Regions from separate parts of the Mus musculus genome. Here region 2 is linked to region 1. Evidence: chromatin contacts called from public promoter capture Hi-C data. All regions are on one chromosome and are shown on one strand. The core of a region is the stretch at or near the end of the contact, and the rest is flanking DNA. Distances in the headings are between cores, read along the strand shown.

The links. Promoter capture Hi-C pulls out the DNA fragments that hold promoters and counts their contacts.
Region 2: a promoter capture Hi-C map of pre-B cells shows a contact between it and region 1, with 6 times the contacts expected there. The contact joins the promoter of Pds5b here to the promoter of Polr1d in region 1. A contact is called at or near these places in 2 of 39 promoter capture datasets (cranial neural crest and pre-B cells).

Annotation. Positions count from the first base shown.
Region 1 is chr5:147,075,295-147,080,197 of GRCm38.p6, forward strand. It overlaps Polr1d (polymerase (RNA) I polypeptide D), which reads left to right and starts at 2,052. Exons shown (of 3, transcript NM_181730.4): 1 at 2,052-2,399. The coding sequence starts at 2,374. Lnx2 (ligand of numb-protein X 2) reads right to left here and starts at 1,278. Exons shown (of 10, transcript NM_080795.4): 1 at 1,124-1,278.
Region 2 is chr5:150,671,724-150,676,626 of GRCm38.p6, forward strand. It overlaps Pds5b (PDS5 cohesin associated factor B), which reads left to right and starts at 2,104. Exons shown (of 35, transcript NM_175310.6): 1 at 2,104-2,230. Gm40353 reads left to right here. Exons shown (of 6, transcript XM_017321266.1): 2 at 2,018-2,245; 3 at 2,303-2,839.

The DNA of each region.
Region 1 (4,903 bases), core at 802-3,301:
AAAAACAATGTGACTCTAGAGCTGCTTTGACTTGGCCTACATTTGACCCCTTTGGGAAAACTCACATGGAATTTGGACAGGCTAAAACGGCAAAACCTTGTTAGCTCAACAATGATCTGCCGGCCAAATAGGACACTAGATTCCCCCATCTTCCTTCTTTACCTGCCAAAGTCCTTTTCTCCAAAGGTGGGTGGGTGGGGGAGGGTTTTCAAACCTATCAAAGCAAACAGGACTGACCTACTGAGATCCTGCGTCTGTGCTATGTCACTGAACAGGCTAGAGAAAACGCAAATTGTGTCCTGGGAAGGAGGCCAATGTCTAAGTACTGTGACTGAAAAGAATGTGACATTCTTAAAGTGAAGGCAGTTTGGATAAACTGGAGCTCACGGTTGCCTCCAACTACCCTTGCCATTGGTTTCTGGGCTTTTTTTTTTTTTTCCCCAAAGAAAAATTGGCGGGGTGTGGGGCACACGCCTTTCTAACCCTACAGCACTCAAGAAAGAGGCGGATCTCCGTGAGTTCCAGGCTAGCCAAGGCTACAGAGTGAGAAGAAGAAAAATTGATTCGATAAAGCCACGCGGAAGCGTCCTTAAGGCTCCTGGCAAACACACACTCTTAAATGCAAACGGAAATACTAGAACACTCCATTAAAAAGTCCTTGCGTGAAACGTGGCAGAAAGCTTTGAAAAGCCAGCGATGTCTTTCCCAAGAGGTGCTTTGTGCGCAAATGCTTCCAAATCGGGACTCATATTTTGGAAATTATACCCCCCACGCTCCCAAACATGTCAAATCTGAAGAGAAAGGTGAGAATTCCCCCGCAACAGGCTGGGGCAAGGAGGAGGGTGCCTCTCTGCTCATCCCTTCCAGGAAACAAAACCAGAGGGCAACTAGCTAGCGCCACTCTGGCTCCAGACAACGTGCAGACGCAAAGTGCAAGAACTCGTTCCCAAACCTCCATGTCTTGAAAAGCGAGAGGCGCGCAGACCTGCATCGGGGTTCCTGGAACCCGCACCCGCACCGGGCCGGGCCAGACAGCACGCGGCCCCCAGCGGTCCCCCAGATGGTCCCCCCTACCCTGACGCCACACCCCGTCACCGCCCGCACCTGAGGCGAAGTAACTCACTGAGGGAAAGCGGCGGGCTCCCCGCGGGAGCGCTGACGAGGACGCCGCCCGGCTCCGCTCCGCTGGGACTCGCCGCCGCCGATTTCCTGGCGAGAAGCAAAGTCCGGCCAAGACTTTACTTCTCAACCGCCCCTGCTGCCTTTCCCCTAGGGGGCGAGCGCAGAGGCCCAACCCGACACGCACCTGAGCCAATCAACGGCGGACAAAGGCGGGACTAAGAGCGGGCTCGGAGCCTCTCGACCAATCAAGGAGTTCGAGGGGCCGAGTCGGCCCTGCTCATCACCCCCGTGTTAGAGTGAGCGCGTTCCGCCCTCCGCCATCGCTCCCGGCCGGATTCTCCCTCTCAGACACACAGAGAAAACGCTCGGGAAGTGTCTGCGTGCACCCCTGGAGCGCCGCGCCGGGCGTGGGACAGCTGAAGGGAGGGGAGGGCTGCGGGACCAGGCTGAGGGAGAACAGGTGGCGGGGGGCGGCTGACGTGTAGGTGTGCAGGGCGAGGGGACAGCTGGGTGGGGCGGGGACCCAGCCTGGCCAGGGTCAGGTGGGAGCTGGGAGGATGCACCTGAGAAGAAGGGCGGTTCCTTGGGATCAAAGGGAAAAGGAGCTGCCAGTCCCACAGCGTGAGCTCCCGAGGAAGGAGGGCGGTGCTCCAAACTCTCACTTCTCTCGCAAAAGAAAGACCATCGCAGCCCTTGCACCTAGTGGAGATGTACATTTGCACCCCAGGGAGAAAAATTTTTAAAACCCACAGTATCGTCAGGAGAGTCATCTCTGCACAACAGTCTCTCTGCTTTTTCAAGGTGCCCCATGAAAGGCCCCTGAGGACTCAAGTCCTGGGAATAGCCAGCCCTGGGGCAGTCGGGTTCCTGGAGAGCCTAGCAGGCCAGAGATCCGACTCTGACTCTTTTTAAATAGCAGGTGTCTCGGGGCGACAGGTGAGAGCCTATGCTCTTCAGTGGCACTTGGGGACCGGCTGGCTGTGCCCGGCAGCTGGCTTAGCTTCCGCAGTTCCAGGTGAACCGTCCTGCCCGCGCCTGGGCGTGGTCGGGGGCGGGACCCGGTTTAGCCCCGCCCACAGAGGGCCCTGCCGCGCCGCTGCGGCTCCGCCCCCCTCCTTCCGTCATCCGCTTCTTCCGTCGGTGGTTTCTTCCTTCCTGCCTTGTCCCGCACCTTTCGCGACATGGGGAAGAGCTTCCATTTCGCCAGCGCCACCTGAGGATTTCCTGGAGCCGCCACCCCCACCTCCCGCGATGGAAGACGATCAGGAGCTGGAGAGGTAAGGGTGGAGGGGAAGAGTGGAGTGGGGCGGCGGGTCGGGCCAGCGAAGCGGGTGGCGAAGGGGCACGCGGCCGACTGCGGCCCGGCGTGGCGGCTAGGCCTGACCCCAGGCGCTGGGGAAGGAAGGAGAGAGAGTAGAGCGGGCCGGGTTGGGAAGAGGGAGGAGCCGTGGGTTTATTTGTAACAGAAAAGCCCAGAGGGATGCTAGCCATCCGGGAGGGGAGAGAAGTTGGGAATCATGCTGTAAGTCCCAAACTGCCACCACCCCCATTAGAACTGCCTCGTTGTAAGGTCACGCACCGGGCCAGCCGTCCCGAGTGGCGGGCCTGGCGTGTTTAAGTTGGCTAAAGTTACTGCAACTCCGCTCTGTGCAGACTGCTCGTAAATTCTCTCTGTCCACCAAATTCTCCCTCCTATTAAACTTTTCACTTCCTTTAACTTAGTAGTTTCCTTACCTCTTTCAAATGGGAGCCGTAACTGAGCCTGCCACCCTGATAACTTGTGGTTGCCATTTTTATGCTAAAGTAATCGTGTTTTTTATACCTGTCAACTCCCTTTTCATCTTGCAGCAGGGCCTACCCTATTGTAACTCTGCCCCTTTCTTTTGCTCTATCCCAAGAAAGATTTTGCAAACATTTAACTTGGTGGGGTTTTTTTTTTTTTCTGAGATGACACCCCTCCCCCTCTTTGCTGGAGTCAAATGAAGTAGGGAAAAACTGGAGTTAAATATCTATGGCTAGAAGTGTGGAGGCAGGAGAATGAGGCAGTGAATCATAAAAAGTTAATCAGAAAACGATATTCCATGTGATCTTATTCTTACAAAAAAAATATGTGTGTAGAAAAATATCAGGATTGAAGACCTCAATGGCTGAAGGCGAGAGGAAGACAGCCCTGGAAATGGTCCAGGCAGCTGGAACAGATAGACAGTGTGTGACATTTGTCCTGCACGAGGAGGACCATACACTAGGAAACTGTCTGCGGTACATAATCATGAAGAACCCGGAAGTGGAATTTTGTGGTTACACTACGACCCATCCTTCAGAGAGCAAAATTAATTTGCGAATTCAGACCCGGGGTGCCCTTCCAGCTGTTGAGCCGTTTCAGAAAGGCCTGAATGAGCTCTTGAATGTCTGCCAGCATGTGCTTGTCAAGTTTGAGGCCAGCATAAAGGACTATAAAGCTAAAAAGGCAAGCAAAAAGGAGCCCACATTCTAGTCCCTCGTGCAGGGTACAAGCAGGACCACCCTCAGGATGGTGCAGAACCCAGAATTGTGATTGCAGCATGTACTGTCCTGTAGGAAAGAAAATGTGGCTCTAGCTATTGACCCATACAGCTGTTGGAATCTCTGCAAGTATATTTGCCTAATAAATTCTCTCTTTTGTTTAAACTAGTTTTGAGTGGTTTCTCTTCCTTGAACCTAGATGAACCCCAAGGATGGTGTCACCCTCTTAATTGAACCAACACTAAAAGTGAGCAAACAGATAATTGGGCCAAGGTAGGGGTTTTGATCATAGATTTTTTTTTTTTTTTTTGAGACAGGGTTTCTCTGTGTAGCCCTGGAACTCACTCTGTAGACCAGGCTGGCCTCAAACTCAGAAATCCGCCTGCCTCTGCCTCCCAAGTGCTGGGCTTAAAGGCGTGTACCACCACGCCCAGCTTGATCACAGCTCTTAAAGAGTCTCTTTATTTCTATATGATTGAGGTGCTAAGGAAAGGAGAGGTGACATAGAACGAGACCCAGGAGACTGTAACTAGAAGGGCTGGAAAGAAGACTGGCAGAGGGACTTGAATTTTTTTTTTTAACATTTTACTCATTATTTGTGTACACAAACTTGCCATGGCACACAGATAGGAGTCTCTTCTCTCCTTCCACCATATCGGAGCTACTTGGTGATTGCTGGGCTTGGCAGCAAGCACCTGTACCCACTAAACCATCTCACCAGGTTTTTTTTTTTTTTTAACTAATGAAAATGCATCTTTTGATACGATTAGTAGACTACCTTAAGGGTGAAGATAATATGAAGTGCTCTTCAGAATTTTAATTGGTATCAGGCTCTACTTTGTAGCATTAGTAGGGTAGATGTCAGTTTACTGCTTGAATTCCAGAACACTAATGAAATGTATAGGTGCAACATGAGTAAACCAATTTTTATTAGGTTTTGTGCAGGCATGTTTGTGTGCATATGCATGTATGCATATGGAGGCCAGAAGTTCCATAAGGATGGTTCATCAGGAGCCAGCAACTTACTTTTGGTTGGTTGGTTTGAGGCAGTTCCACTAACTAGCCCTGGCTGACTTAGAACACACATGGTAAGCTTGCCTTTGCCCTAGTTTCTCACAAGCTGGGTTAAGGGCTTTTGTCAGTTAGGCTAGACTACCCTAGGGACCCACCTATATCTGTCTCCTGAGCACTGGGCTTGGCTGCGAGCTTAACAAATCTACTCAACTTTTAAGTTCAGGAGATTAAAATCAGATCCTTACATTTTGTAACAAGTGCTTCA
Region 2 (4,903 bases), core at 854-3,353, 3.6 Mb after region 1:
AATAAATAAATAAATAGAAAGAAAATAACAACAAAGAGCTGGAAGCTTCTTTCTTTGTTTCTTTGTTTCTTTCTTTCTTTCTACTTTGTTTTGTTTTTGAGACAGGATCTCACTGTAACCTTGGCTGTCCCGGGACTCACTGTGTAGACCAGGCTGACCTCAAACCTAACAGAGATCTGCCTGCCTCTGCCTCCCAAGGGTTGAGATTAAAGGTGAGTGGCACCACGCTTGCCTAAGAAGCCAGGGCCAAAGATTTGCTTTTTTTTTTTTTAAGACCTATCTAGCTCTTCTGTTCTGTCCTTGCTGGGAACATTGAAGTTGTATAGGAGAGTTCCCAAGGCTTAGTGGATGCATAAAATGGGTAGATGCCTGTAGTACAGCTCTGTAGAAGACAGAGTGATCCCAGGAACCCTGCTGAGAGAGGGAATGAATAGGTGCTAGTATCTGAAGGTGCTTGCTCTGCTACAACTTAAGGCTCTTCTTCCCCAGCACAAACACTGTGGTTTATAAACCTGCATTGCCTATCTTTCGTTTCGAATATCTTACCATAAGCTCCCGATTCACCTCACATGTTCATTGTTGAAACAAACAGTCCTAGTGCAGGGAGATCCTGCTCACTGCAGGGATGGACAGCATCAAAGAGCAAAAGGCGACCAAGACTTGTCAGCTCTGACAGGGACCTGGGGGTGAAGAGAAACCTCCATCTTAGCCCGCCCAGCCCACAGCTGCAGCAGTGAGGGCAGAAGTGGCAAGGGCGCACAAACCTCATTTTCTGGATGGCATCTTTGTGGCCTTCCAATCGCTTCCTCACCCCGTTAAGGGGGGTTCTTGAGCAGTGGGATGAACACTGGATCCCTAGGTCCACCAACCGGTGAGGAGCCATGTAGACATTAATAATCTTTCATTTACACAGCACATAATCTGTGCTGCACCACAGGGTTTAAAACATCGCACAAGAGGTGGAATACACCTTTAATTCTAGCACTTGGGAGGCAGAGGCATAGAGGCAGAGGCAGGTGGGTCTCTGTGAGCTCCAGACCCAGACAGAGCTACATAGTGAGACCCTATCTAACAAAACAAGACAAAACAACAAAAAAAGCCAGGAGTGGTGGCACATACCTTTAGTCCCAGCATTGGGAAGGCAGTGGCTGGAGGATGGAGCCTAGCCTGGGTTATATAGTGATTTCTAGGCCAGTCAGGGCTGCATAGTGAGAGCGTATTCTCAAATAAAATAATACACATTTATTTTTTATTTTATGTGTATGAGTACACTATAGCTATACAGATGGCTGTGAGCCTTCATGTGGTTGTTGGGGAATTGAACTTAGGACCTCTACTCACTCCAGTTGGCACCCTCTCGCTCCAGAAGATGGTGGGTGTCAGATCTCATTATGGGTGGTTGTGATCCACCATGTGGTTGCTGGGGTTTGAACTCAGGACCTTCGGAAGAGCAATCGGTGCTCTAACCCGTTGAACCATCTCGCCGTCCCCCTCCTTTTTTTTTTTTTAGAAATTAAAAAAAAAAAAAAAGGCCGGGCGTAGGGAAAATGCCAGTACTAAGGAGGCAGAAGCAGAGGCAGGCAGATCTCTGAACTCGAGGGCAGCCTGGTCTACATGGTAAGATCATGTGTAGCCTGGTGTACACAGTGAGCTCCACAGGCCAGCTAGGGCGGCAAAGGAAAGAAAAAGGAAAGAAAAAAAAAAAAGCCTCATCCAAAAAAGGAAAGAAAAAAAAAAGCCAAAGCCAGCGGAGTTCAGCTATCTACAGATTTCCCGCCAAAGCCTGGGAGGCTGAGTCCAAGCTGAGAGAACGCACTGACAGCTGCCCATCACTCTGCTGCCAAGGAGACAGAGGAGGCCGCGCCAGCAGGGCGGAGCCTGCGCGTGCGCGCCCCCGGGTGTGTGGGGCGGAGCCCGGAGCGCGGGCTGAGGAGCGCGTGCGCACGCGCCTGAGCGAGAAGCCGTGCGGCCGGTAGGGGGCGCTGAGAACCCACGCGGCGCTCTGCCTGCCCCCCAGGCGCTGTCCGCCGCGGTTCGATTGGAGCAGCCGCGGAGCTGCTCTTGGCGCCATTTTGAAGCGGAGAGGCGGAGGAACGGCCTGGACTGGCTGCGGAAGGGGAGGGGGGGCGGGAGGAGGCGATTGGATGCGGCGGCGGCGGCGGCGGCGGCGAGGGCGGCGGATCCCCGAGATCGGAGGAGCGCGAGGAGTGTAGGAGCCGGGCGACCGGAGGTAGGAGCGACTCGGGTAACGGAAAGGGAGCGCCTCTTCATCGCCTCAGCGCCCCACGCTCCATTTTTCTAGCGGGGCGTGCGCGCGTGGAGCCGTCGCCCGCTGAGCCTCGCGTGTCCCGGTGTCCCAGCGGGGCTGCGGTGGGGCCGGGGGCGGGGAGGCCGCGGGCCGCGGCTGGCGCCGGCCCGGAGTGACCTTTGCGGGGGCCGCGGCCGCGCCCCTCCCCCTCCCCTCTCCTCCCCCTGGAGAGAAGCCCCCCGCGCCGCTTCCCCCTTCCGGCTGCCTGCGGGCCCGGCGCGAGGGGAGGCGCGCCGCACTGCTCGGGAGTCGGGGAAGAGCCGGGAGCCGGCCGAGAGAGCGAGAGCGAGAGAGAGAGAGAGAGAGAAAGAGGAGAGAGTCAGAGAGAGTCAGAGAGAGAGAGAGAGAGAGAGAGAGAGAGTCCTCGGGCGACCGCGGGTGCAGCCCCACGGCGGTACGGACAGTGTGCGGTGCGGGCTCGCCCGCCCGCCTCTGCACCGTTATTCCACTGACACTCTAAAAGTTTGCGGTCCGGGAGAAGCCCTGGCGGCGGCGGCGTTGGTGTTGGCGGCGTTGGCGGCGGCTGTGGCTGTGGGTCTGCTTTTTGTTTTGTTTCGGTTTTTGCTCTGTACGTTGAAGAGCAAATGTGATGTTTGCACATAGGAGCAGGCATGTAGCATGCAGCCGACAGGTGTTTGCAGGGTCGACGGAACCCCGAAATTCAGCACCTGCTCTTCAGCGCTGCATGCTATTCCAGTACGAACTCCCGAGGGGTTTGAAAGAAGAGTGATTCGTTCGCTCCATCCTCAGGAACCCTACCAAGATTTAAAAGCCCCCCCCCCCCCCCATATTTTTGATTTCAAAGAATGCTCCTTTGATACTAGAGTTAGGAACTGATGGGTGGCTGTAATCGCTCCAAGGAGCGGTCTCTCTGTTGAATACTTGTTGAAGCTTTGGAAGTATTGTTTCATTTTTGAAGGTTGGTCTGAGGTCCTGAGAGAGTTGGGGAGGCCTGTGGACTTCAACGAAATAACCTTTTAAAAGCCAGGTGTATGTAGTGTAGGAGGTGGGCTGTAGCTAACTTATGATGACTGAAGTGGAGAAGGGCAATTTAAGCATTGTTCTCAGCACATGTAGTTAACAGTTCCACGAGGGGGTGTTTTCTGTGTTAACTTTTGTGAAAGTCAACTAAGTTGGCACAAGCGCGGGTTTCAGAGGCTATCTCTTGGCTGTGCACTAGACATGTCAGATGCTAGTGTTTGGGGGACTTTAGTAGAGTGAACACTTGGGAGCTATGGCAGGCCGCTGTGGAACAGGTAATCTTCCATTTCATGGTGACAGCATAATACCTAACTGATTTTACAGCGGCGAGTTTGGAGGTAAAAAGTTATATGGCACATAAGATTAATAAATTAATTCCCAAAGTTTAAATATTAAACACACTTTTAGGGTGGTGAAAGTGGGGAGTAGTATGCTATGGTAGCCTGGAACTGGCAATCTTTCTGGCCTGATGTGCTGGGATTACATTGCCACACCCAGCTCATAAAAACCATCTTGAATCAAAACGTTACTTCTTTGAACTCGTATTTGCATATGATGTAAATTTACAGATACATATATAGAAAAGATGTGTTTTAAAGTTTACTACTAAAGTAGCACAGATGTTTTCCTCTTAGTTGGATTCTGTTTGAAGTGTCTCTGATGAGAAAGTAATGCTAGTCTTTTGCCTTTTTTTTTCCCTCCTTTTTAAAAGAACTTTGTCATTCTGGTTGAAGGTTTTGCTTTTCCTGCAGCTCTTGTTGATGCTTTCAGTTGCCTTTAATCCCCTGGCTTTGGTCCCCTCTCCCTCTCTCCTCAGAAGAGATCTTGTGATGATGGTGACTTGTCATAAGATGGTTTGTACTCGGCTTGTTTGTACCAGGGTTCTAGACAGTTTGATGTTTGATGATCATTATTTAAATTTTAAGTTTATCATGTTCTCTAACTTTGTTTAACAAAGAACAGTATTCTAAGAATCTGGCTTTAACAGTAATTTGCTAAGCTAAGCAAAATGACACCTTGTTTTAGACAGGTCTTGCTCAGGTGAACAGAGAAGTGGCTGGAGAGCTGAACTTCTGGAGGAAGGGAATGATTTGGGGGGCTGCGTTTTTCTTATTCCCCTTAGCATATTTGGAGATTGTTCTTTGGCTCCCAGCATGCTACTTATTTCACATTTGATTTGCATTAATAGAAGAGCTAGTTCACTCTGGTTTACGGATTCTTAGGTGACATAAAATGCTGCAAAAGTGGAAATTTACGTTTACTTTGCAGGTGTTAGAAAACTACCGAGGAACTTGAGGCTTGTTGCCAGCCCTCTACAGATGAGAAGTTAGGTTTAGATGGAATGGCCCTGGGTTAAAAGCTTACTCAGGTGGGCGATTGAGAAACTGAGAAGTTTGCTGGTGTCTGTTGCTTTGTGTAGGACTTACTGTATGTAATTGAAGTCATCGGGATTCAACCCATCATCTCCATCCTGTTCTCACTTTCCTCTCATTTCAGCTTCAAAGTCAACTGACTGGTTTAGACTCTGGCTTTAACAACTGTTGTCCAGGATTCTGTTCACCTCTCTTCTTTCAGAAGCTAACCAACCTCTTGGAGCCTCTGTCTTTAAGAGCT